Linked DNA regions of Mus musculus: region 2 is linked to region 1. Evidence: chromatin contacts called from public Hi-C data. All regions are on one chromosome and are shown on one strand. Each heading gives the region's core, a stretch centred on a gene start, on an enhancer-like site or on the middle of the called end of the contact. The rest is flanking DNA. Distances are from core to core; before and after follow the strand shown.

Region 1 (5,498 bases), core at 1,148-3,647:
GTGAGTTTGTTAGAAAGATGTCTGAACTTGACTGATGCCAACAGAAGTATCTAAATCTCCCATAATCCACCACTGACTTACGGGAATACAAACTCCCTTAACAAGTACTCAAGGGAAATTTTCAGTCTCACAGACTCTGAGCAAGGTTCTGTAAGCCTAGAAGAACTTCCTGAGAAACTCTCGAAAGGCTACACACAGACGGTAATTTCCCAAGCAAGTGTTTACTGTGTCATACCATTAAAATACACTTTAGAGCATCGACTTCCATAGATATCATAAGTCATAAGGCATCAGTATTAACACCACTACATTTTAATTCAATACCAACTTTCTCAAACAATTTTTGGGTTCGAAGTGAGGAGAAGACATTCACATTTTTTTTTTAATTTTCTTAAAACTATGATTGAAGAAATTTAACCATTTATCTTAGCTTAATAAGCAATTTGTATTTCTGTATTAGATTTATTTTGTCAACAAGATCATGAACTGTAGTTAATATTTATTTCCTATTTAGAGATACATTGCTATGCTATTTAAAAATTTTTCCAAATTTCACTAGATACAAAATATTTTGGTATCTGTTTTCTTTAGGAAAAATACTGTGAAGGTTGTAATATCATCAATCTGTCCTCTGTTTCAGAGACCCTTACTGGTTGCTATATTCAAATTTAAAAAAAAATACAGATCTGTGAGAAGGAAATATGAGACTATGAAAACTGGATAGTTCTTCACATATATTATTTTAAGTTTACAGCAAATATGAACTAAGACGTTCTGGTAGTTTTTCTGTCTTGTTAAGTTGTGCATAAGTAGTGATCAAAAAGAAAATAATATGCAGAAATCATCACGAATCACACAGACATATCTAGTCATAACTGGGTTTTCCTCTATCTGTAATGCAAAGCATGATAGCAAAGCACACTTTATCCGCAGATAAACAGACTCTGCCATGTGGTATCAGGCACCTTTAATCTTTAGAAAGGATAAAATCAACAGAACAAAGGGGTTAACTCAGGCACAGACAGAAGCAAGGTGAGAGACAGAGGAAGCATTCACAAGAGAAACACAGTACGTTTTTAAACCCATCGCCTTAAAATTTACCAATCAGGCCATCTGCCATGTTTACTGATATTATCATAAATTCGTATTTAAATGATAATAAAATCACTTGCTGACAGGAAATTAGTCATGCAAGGACCTGCAGATGTGTGCCCTTCTGCCCAGGTCCTGGAACTCTGTGTGCAAAGTTCAAGGCTGTTTATTTGCTTAAACTTCATGGGGTCCTGAAAAAGTGACAACTTAGACCCCTTCAAGGTATGTCCACATGCAACAGATCTTTTACAACTTCTTGTTTTATTTGTTTTGTGAAGCTCTGTACTCAAAGTATTAAATTGCACAATCATATTATGGGAAATCCCCATTTTGACACGATAGAGGTAAGTTTATTCTACATGATAGGAAAACATATCAACACACGACAATGTGCTATAAATAAAAATTGCTTCTATTATTTGAAATATTAAGACTTTATGAAATATATTTAACAGTAAACTTTTGAGCCTTTTATCTTTTGAAAAAAAAATAAGATAATCTGTACATCAAAGGCAAAATGAGCCATATTTGATTTTATATGATACTCTGTAGTTTGAAAAATAACACGCAAAAGAATTATGTCACTAAACTCTGACCCTCTGAAGGCAAGTCAAGTGGGCAATGGCCTTTGAGAAGTAAAAATAACTCAGGAAGATTAAATACACCACCCAAATTCACAGGAATATCACACACCAAAAGCAGGAAGAAGTTTTAAATGTTTTTCACATATAAAGTGAAAACCATCCATGTTCAATGCCAAAAAGTAAGTAAGAGTTTATTTGGACAAATTTGAACATAATTTAGTAAAGCAAAGAGTCAGTAATTATGCTCCTCCTTAAGCTCTAATCTGATCTAACCTCATCTAATCTAATCTAAGAAGGTGTATATTCCATATATATTCCAAATAGTAACCTAAAGGGTGTGTTTACTAAACACTGGCTATATTTCACTTGTAGGAGGGGCAGAAATTCATGCTGTCTCTTCAATTTTACTATGCCATCCTTTAAAGACTTTTAAAGAATGATGATATGAAAAAAAAAGACTCTAACAATAATTAATGATCTTATTCATAATTCTCTACATAATCAAGGACACGGTTTTGATGGATATTAGAGTGAAAACGGCGGTTAGTTTTTGTATGCTATATTCCAGGTTTTCCTGCAGGCTGGTTTGTCTCTTCTAAATGCAGAAACGAACTGCTTCTGACAGAGGCACTGCCCTTCCCCACCCCCAACACCCCGTGTTCCACCCCCCTGCATCTATTTAAATTCAGACATGCATAGCTCATGTATAAGCAAACAGGTGCAGGGATCTGGCTGCCAAACCCTGAACAGGCAGGAGATACACGTGTATTGTGCGGATTGTGGCATGCTACTGATAGAAGACTACATGCCCAGACAATAGGGAAGGTCAGTACGTGGCTCTTTGATGTCTCTGGCTTCCTAAGAGGGCAGCAGGCTGGGATGTTGTAACATATAGAGGATATAATTTCTTCTTCACTGTGTATATTTAACTAGTATACGTGAAATTTTTAGCACTGCTTAGCAGAGACACTTCCATATTTATTTTAGGACTCTGTGTGCTTGCATGTGTGTTGTATGTGCATATGTGTGTACATGTATATGGAACTGTGAATGCCTGTGGAACGCAGGAACCTATATGGAGGTAAAGTGTTGAAATCCAGTGTCACCCTCAATATATCTTTGCTTTATTTTTATTATTTAATTTTTGACACAAGCTTTCTCAACACACCTGAGTTCAGTTTAGCAAACTAAATTTGCTAACGTGAGCCAGCTGGAAAAGCCCAGGTGTCTGGCTTCTGGCACTGGTGACAAATGTGAGCCACCACATCTGGCTTTATGGAGGGTTCTCAGCATCAGACTTGGGTTTTTCTGCTTGTGGTACAAGACAAGCCCTTTTCCCTACTGAGACACATTGCCAGCCTGAATTGTGACTCCTCATCACCATCTTCGCAAACCTTGTGCAAACGTGCCCTGTATGCTTCCCCGATATTCACTGAACAAACACCGATTGCTCCCATACACTACACACACACAAATACAAGTCAGACATGGGAGTTTTGGAATTACTTTAAGCAATCAGAGAAAACCAATTAGAATGGCTCCATGTTGTTTAATGTGAGAAAAGAATCAACATGTTTGTCATTACCTAAGCTGACGTGTTTATATTACATTTATTTTAATCTCCTTCCCTAATTCTCTCATTTAAGTTTTGTCTAGAAAAGAATAAAATATTACATTCTTAGAGGAAAAAGGAGTGCTCTTTTAAGATGTTGAATTAAAACAAAATATTCTTCTTGTATAAGTTCTGCTAATATTTATAGTTTTATGGTAATATAACATTTGAAAGATTTGATTATTTAAAAAAAAAACTGTCCTTCCTAATTAGGGTTTTGACTCAGAACAAACAAAGCATTGATTTACAGTTTAAACTTAAATACTACTATTTAAATTCAAATAGAAAATGATAATTATAACAAAGCTACTGACACTGCCTATCACAGTCCACACAAATCCATCTAATCCAAAGTTAGAATGAAAAGAAAAAACTCTTAGGGATGTAGCTGATCTACATTTTGTCATCATGTTCTCGACAGAAGATTATTAATAAGCTTAATTTGAGATCTGTGTGAGAAACATCTCAATTTATTCCTCACCAATTTATCATGAAATTAGTAAAAATTTGACCTTTTTACAAATTTCCCCCTAAAAGGAAGCTCTTTGTACTTCTTAATCCAAAATGATTGTTCATCATGTGTGAGCCCTGTTTCCATATATTATACTATCCCTGTCATCTGCACATCCCACTCACATCTAAGTGTCTGCATTTTATTCATTTCATTATGTCACTTGATATTTAGTTGGAATTTGTAAATAATCCTGTAGATGCACTATATCTATGCACATCAAATTTGACTATAATCTACCTACATAATATATAAAGTACTGTAAGCTGACAAGGAGGAAATCTATCCAGAAGATATATCAAATATGCAATATACTCTCAAAAAATTTTAAAGAGTCAAGATGTCCATCAGTGACTCCCAGGAGAAAAACAAACAAACAGAGAAACAAACTGTTTTGAAGTGTTAAAACAATATTTATTCAGCAGGGCTTTAGGTGGGCATGTAGGAAAAAATAGATTGTGAAAAGAATCCTTCTTTATCATCTTGGATCACATTTAATGGAAAGAAAAAAGAAGACCAAATTCATTAACAATTTCAAAAAGTCACTGTTTCAGAATTAAATATCAATGAAAGCACAAGTGGGAGGTCTTCTCAATGCAGAGGAAATGTGCTATGGTGAAGAATGTGAAAAACAAGGCTCTATAAATAAAACTGAAACTACTCACGGGTAGCACTGATTGTCCATCATTGGAGGACTTTTCATTGGAACATCATCTGAAGAACAATATCATCCAACAAGCAAAGTGTCATAGAAAAAGTAAACTTAGATTAGTGGCAAATATACCAAGTGTAATTGAACAACAGGTCATCTAGAAAGAGCAGCAGTTGGGGGACTCTTGGAAAAATGTGACTTTCACAGGAAGGCTCAGAATGGTAAACATAATAATAATATTAGGAAATCATGAATTTTAGGCAAATTCTAGAATATGACTAACAAAATAACTAGAATTAATCAGACATGTGCATCACTGGGTACGCAAGGGTAAATACACTTGTTTCCTTGGTTCTTTATGTTAAAATCTAGCCGTCATCCATTCCATAACTATTGAACAATCATAAGAGAAGAGGCAGTGTGTTGAATTTATACTAGATATACAATATCACACCAAAAATGATGTCTGACCATTTAAATGAACAAATTTTATGGCATATGAACTAAAGCACAATAAAGCTGTGATTGAAGAATGACTTGTGGAAGCGAATTATGAAATGTTTAGAAGCAACACAACCGAAGTTTGCTTTTGTTTGTGGTCTCAGATGTCTTTTTGTTGAGACAAGAAGTTCAGGAGAGACTCGGGCTTCTGCATTTCAGTTAGTGGAAACTTATCTTGAGATTTTCATTTATGTTAGCTTTAAGGACTTATATATTTACCTTTCATACAGAGCCAGTGCACATGTTCAGTGAAGGCTGAGAAAATACTTCTCACCAATAAAAACAAATCACAGCAACAGGATGCTAAGATATGCTGTTCTCAGATTATAGTTCTGTACTGACAAACGACTAGTGTGGGCAAGAGGAAAGAATGGTTAGTTGCCTTTCTTTCTCCTTATGGAAAAATTTAGAGTGTGCTCTTTAAAGGAATATACTGAATTCTGGGGTATGCACACACTCCCTGATGGTGGAGTGTGTACACATTCCCTGAACGCTTGTATGAGAAGCAAGGCAAGGGAAACTTTGACTAATCCTATGGGAAAGTCA
Region 2 (5,601 bases), core at 1,434-3,933, 95 kb after region 1:
GGAGGAAGAGGAAGCGGAGGGCATGCAAGAGAGAGAAGGATAAAACAGATAGGAGGGGGTAGAGGGAGAGAGGGAGTGTGGGAGAAAAGGAATGTAGAAGTAGTGTAAGTGCTGCTGGTCCACCACACTGGTTAATTGCATTTGTTTTATACATATCCAAACATCTTAGTGCATTAATTACATTCTATAATAATCTTTTCAGATTCCCTCTGTCACATCCATGAAATCAGTTTAATTGTATTCTTCCCCAAGACTCTGTTGTTAAAAATGGTGATAATTCTACCTCCAATATGTAATTTTTAAATGCATTGCTATGGAAAAGTCTTAGTACAACAATCAAACATATTTGGAATGCATAAACCTTTGTGTTAGGATGATATTCAGGTAGTGTTAAAGCAAACCTGTTAGAAATAAAATGGGTATTGATATAATGATAGAAATCACCACAGTGTCAATTGAAGTCACCAAATCCTAAGCTTCTACTATTTTGCAGGGAGAGAGAAAAACTGCGCACACATTCACCGCTTCTGGGTCGCTATTACTTGGAGAAAAGCAAATGAACTCATGTACTCCACAGCTGAAAACAGCCACTTGGCAGTAGGTGCACTTCTGTATTGCCTTGTGTTTATAGATAGCCTTCCCTTTGAGTCTGATACTCAGGCTCTGCATAGCAGCTGCCAGACCCACAGTTGGCTCCTACAGATGGGCAATAATAGGCAATGTCCCAAGTAATGAATTCAAAGGAAAGTTTATGTAGCAACATGTTATCTTGATGTCTTAAATATTTGGATTAATATGCTTCCGATTCTTTATAAGCATTAGAAATGAAAGTTATTGCCATGACTAGGACATGGTGGCTCAGTCCACTCTTCATAAACACTTGAGATATATATATCCCTAGAAAGCTAGCACCAAATATGTTTTAGTTTCAAAGAAGAAACCCACCGTATATTTATAATTATTAATACTTCTCATTCAAACAGCTACAGAAAAGCTTGGGTGACGATTCAGTGAAGCTATCCCAGGAAACTAACTCTGAACAAAAGACAGGAAAGGCAGAGGTTGAAAACTGTCTGCTTGACAGAGTGGCACAGCCTAGCGGGAGACACCTACAGCACCTGTTCTGAGTCTCCATTGTGTTTGCCCACTGGGGACTCAGCTGAGGGCTCCCAGCCTGTAGCCAGCCCAGAGTGGGTACTGCCTCCTTCCTGGAGCCTCGCCCAGTCTCACTTGTGACAGTTTTCTCTCTGTGATCTAAATCCTTCATTCTGATTTCGCGCTGGGATAGCATTCATTCACACACAGGTGATACACTTTGAACCTAGAGATACCCTTATCAAATCCTCACTAAATGCCCCTCCAAGTATCGCCTACTATAGTTCTGCAGTTGAATGCCTAAGCCAAAGTTTAGATACCAGAACAAATACCAAAGAGAGAGAGTAGTCACAACCATTCGGGGTTCTCTCTTAGCATTGTTTTTTAATAGTTACTCTTCTAAGCTGGGAGCCCATCACTTACTGCTAAACGCCTCAATTAATGAATCACAATAACAGTAACAATAAGGTGTTCCACTAGCATCAGGTTAGAAACAAAAGGCATAGAACCTCTAGCCCTGAAGAGCTTGTGCCTCGCCAAACATACTCCCAACTACACTGTCATTTTCTTTAGAAGGCACAACAATCTCAGAGAAAAAGGGGTGCTTTAACTCACCATCAATCTGAATGCAGAGAAATCCAAAGAGCAATAATAGTGTAAACATCAGAGGATTCATTTTGACATATGAAAAAGGATCCAGGTTGTTTAAGAAACCAATCCCAGAGAGCAGAAGTACAAAAATAAGTATCAAAAAAAGAGGTAGGTCCGAAGTTTAGACTTTCCTAGAGATTAATTAAGGTCAAGAAGAGCAAAATGGCAACATCGGAAGCTGTTGGTGAAGAGGTCTGTCACGGGACGCGTTAGGTGCCATCCGAATGAACCCAGGGGACTTCAGAGACGTTGCACTTCCACAGGCTGTCTTTCTAAATTCCCACAAATTCAGCCCAGCTGGCGGGACTATTCACGTGCGTCTAGCCCTGTCTCCTTAGACTCCATTGCAATCCAAACACAACTTCTTTCTTCGGAAGTCAAGAAGATGATGGGGGTACAAAAAAGACCTAATTCCTAGAAAGTGTTCCACAAACTTGCCAAAGCGCTGCGAAGCAACCATTGACCTGCCCACCGGGTTTTTCTCCCCTTGGTTTCCTCCGTAGCAGCACCACTTCGCGGAGTTTTGTTTTGTGTGGTTCTGTTTTCACTTAACTTCCATCCTAAGGATGTGTCAAAGCAGCACTTTGTGAGCCGGCCCTCTCCTCCGCAGCCTGGTCGCCTCCCTCGGAGTCTCTGGTTTCCAAAAGGAAGGAAAAGGGGAAGGCAGGACGGCTTGGGTGGAGAATGGGAACTCCTACGTGGTGAGGGAGCGAGGAGGAGGGCGAGGAGAAGAAGCAAGGGAAGAGGGAGGGGCTGAGCTGAGGCCGCGGCCACCCGGGAGGGGCCGCCCCGGAGAGATCTAGCGTCCAGCTGCTGCTGGCGAGCACCGCCAGATCTAGGAGCTCCGGACCTGGGAGCCCTGAGGATGCTCACGCGTGGTCCAGCCTCCGGGAGTAGTGCTGCCTCCAGCCTCTTTCGGGACAGTCACCGCTTCAGAGGCGGAGGCTGCGCTGCGACCGCCTCCTCCAGCAGCTGCTGGGGGCTGGAAGGACTTGGAGGAGGGAAGGCGAGGAAGCAGGAGAGGAGGGGAGGAAAGAGCTGCTCCCAGTATATCCCCGGGAGGGGTTGAAGGATGGAGGGGTGTACGCGGATCTCCACCTCCACCCGATCACTGTCCCGTGCAGGGGGAGACAGCCCTCCCCGGGGTCCGCGGAGCAAGGGTAACCAGGCAAGCGAATAAGTCTTGGGGGGACAGAAATAAACCAATGTGGAACCGCTGCGGGCTCGCTAGGACTGCCATCAACTCTTTCCCATTCTGGGAGCCTCCTGGGCGTCCCCCTCCCTCCCTCCTCTGGAGGGGTGAGGTGGGCTTCCAGCCTCCTGCTCTTCACGCGGCCCGTTTAATGGGCAGGTAATTTTCTCGGTGAGTGATTTCATGGAAGCCCTTCCTAATTATTCATCGCTCCGTCTGCTGGAGCTGCACAAGAGCTTTTCTAGAAAAAAAAAATGATCTTCCAGGACCCCGGGCACAGCCTCATTACCTGTTAAAATCACCACACACACACACACACACACACACACACACACACACACACACACATACACACACACACACACACACACACAGAGTTCACCTTTTACCAGAAAGAAGCTGGCCAACAGGGAGAGCAGGGGAGTGAAAGAAGTATCTATTGGAGTAGAAAGGTTTTGTGTACATACACCCTCTGTGGTTGTAAGTGAACTTGCCCACCCCCCACCGCACCACACACAAAACCAACTATGTGGATGTAGGGGAGGGGTATCTCTAATCTCGGCCAGCTTGTTTTAGCCAAGATCTATGGCTAACTACGGAATCCCCAAGAGAAAATAGGGGGAGGACTGGCATCGGGCTAATGTTGCTCAGTTGCCTCCTGACCTCTCAACACTCACGGACTATAATTCGGGACCTTGTGATAAATGAGTCCTGCAGAAGACTCTGGGAATGGAGGAGGTCGAGGATCAAAAGACTTGAGGAAGTGGTTTTCTAGAGCCTTCGCTCTTTTTAGGACCTCTAAAAGAGAATTAGGAAAAGCAGCCTCTGATTTAGGAACGCTGATAACCCAACTAGGCTAACATGAGCTGGAGCGGAATTTCTGCCCAAGCACGATAAAAGGGAATACAGTCCAAGCAAAAACTACCGAATAGATGCTATTAGGGCTGGGCACAGTTAGAGAAGGCCACTTTCAATCCGATTCCTGCCACTGTCTAAGGTGCCCTGACATGGCCGTTGTGGCCGGACCCACGTGTGATCAAAAGCTTTGCTTGGTAGCTGTTTGATGCTTGTTCAGGTGATTATAAAAGCGCCTGACAGGAACTCACGCAGGTCCCTGAGCCAAGCAAGCCTCTGCTTGGCGAGTCTTTAGTTCCCCCTACTGGAAAATATTAGGAAAGAAACGATATTTGAGGACATTTGAGGAGCCTTTTGTTTGGTCGGATGTGTTTTGGTGCCTCCATTGAACTAAGATCTCCTTTGCTTATAATTAGAAATGGAGTGTTTTTCCCTCAAAAAAAAAAAAAAAAAAAAAAAAGCCAACGACATTTAAGCAAGCACTTAGGAGAGTTCTCTTGGCATTCCAGAGGCTTGTTCATGATGGCAATAAAACTCTCGTTGCTCAAAGGACTGAACTTAAGTAAGCCACACTTCTCATGAAGCATCAAAAGTCATTTCTAGCAGTTTTGAAGTACGCTCTATCCTCATAAATAAAACAGAAAGTACCTTTTTTTTTTCCTTTTTGGCTAAAGATTGTACTTCAAAACTGCTAAATTCTTCAAGTATTGACTCCAAAATTAGCATAGCATCATATGCAAAGAAAGAAAGAAAGAAAGAAAGAAAGAAAGAAAGAAAGAAAGAAAGAAAGAAAGAAAAGAAAGTTTATGTGTTGAATGGCACCACCTGAAGACAGGAGTTCTGTGTTTGATAACACCATGAGAAAGAAAAATCCAAGAGTGTCCTGGATTAATGTCTGTTACCTCGCCAGGATGCTAGAAAATAGTTGATGATTATGTAAACCTTTGGCTTGGACATTGTATTAGGTTTTAAGTCAAGTATTGGAAAAAAAATCTGTCTTGTTCTTCTATCCAAGAAACACTTCCTCTAATCTCAAGCAAATTATATTGCTCCTGAGTTCAAAACTGTTTCCTTTCTAACAAACACAAGTTCCATAATGATATTCTGCAAGAATTAAAAATCAAATAAGCTAATGAGACTTTCAATGTTAAGGAAGATCTGGGAAAAGAGAACCGGCATATTCCACTCAGGAGTTTTCTTCTGGCTTCTAATTTAACTACTTTCCAATTACAAGAGCATTTCTAAAAAAAAAAAAAAAAAAAAAAAAAAACCTATAAAATCATTCAGGAGTCAGAACTAGTGTGTTTGGAGAATCAGAGAGAATGGATGGGAGAGGGCCCACCCAACAATTCCTCCTGTCTCCTAGGGTAGAAATTGCTGCATTTTACTTCACAGAAATGTATTCACATGTAGAGTATGAAGATCACTTCCACGGAGGAGTTTTAGTTAATGATTTTATTTAATAAGTCAGTTTTTGCCAAACACCAGTATTTTATATTCACAACTACCTTACAGAAGTCACAAAAAAAGGACAATGACTTTGTATTGATGCCTTCTTGTGTGCAATTATTTCTACTAAGAAATTAAATCTGAAGCAAAGTTATTTTGGAGTGTATATTTTATATTTTTTCTCGAACACAAATTTGGAATTGATTCATAGAAGAATGCTTTGCCAATATCTCCTTTGATAATATAATGTGCCTAAAGAAAACATGATATATCAATGCTAGTTAAAGGAAATTTTAAGGTAATAATCAAAACTTGCACATTAAATGAGCAACAGTAAGAGGTCCTTAGTCAGAAGTTTA

Evidence for each region. Hi-C and Micro-C count contacts between places; a contact is called where the count stands out from the background.
Region 2: a contact with region 1 is called in a Hi-C map of cerebellum, with 2.0 times the contacts expected there. The contact joins the promoter of Robo2 here to the enhancer-like site in region 1. A contact is called at or near these places in 5 of 484 Hi-C or Micro-C datasets (cerebellar granule neurons, cerebellum, cerebral cortex and 1 more) and 1 of 9 other capture datasets (adipose tissue).

What each region holds. Positions count from the first base shown.
Region 1 is chr16:74,313,949-74,319,446 of GRCm38.p6, forward strand. The region is part of intron 2 of Robo2 (roundabout guidance receptor 2); the gene reads right to left. Among named protein-coding and RNA genes, the nearest start is that of Mir691, 25 kb to the right of the region's middle. Within about 2 kb of position 2,398, at least 4 of the 459 cell types and tissues checked have an H3K27ac peak or open chromatin away from gene starts, as enhancers often do. A contact at or near this core is called in cerebellum, where this site is marked.
Region 2 is chr16:74,409,142-74,414,742 of GRCm38.p6, forward strand. Robo2 (roundabout guidance receptor 2) reads right to left here and starts at 2,684. Exons shown (of 28, transcript NM_175549.5): 1 at 1,711-2,684. The coding sequence starts at 1,771.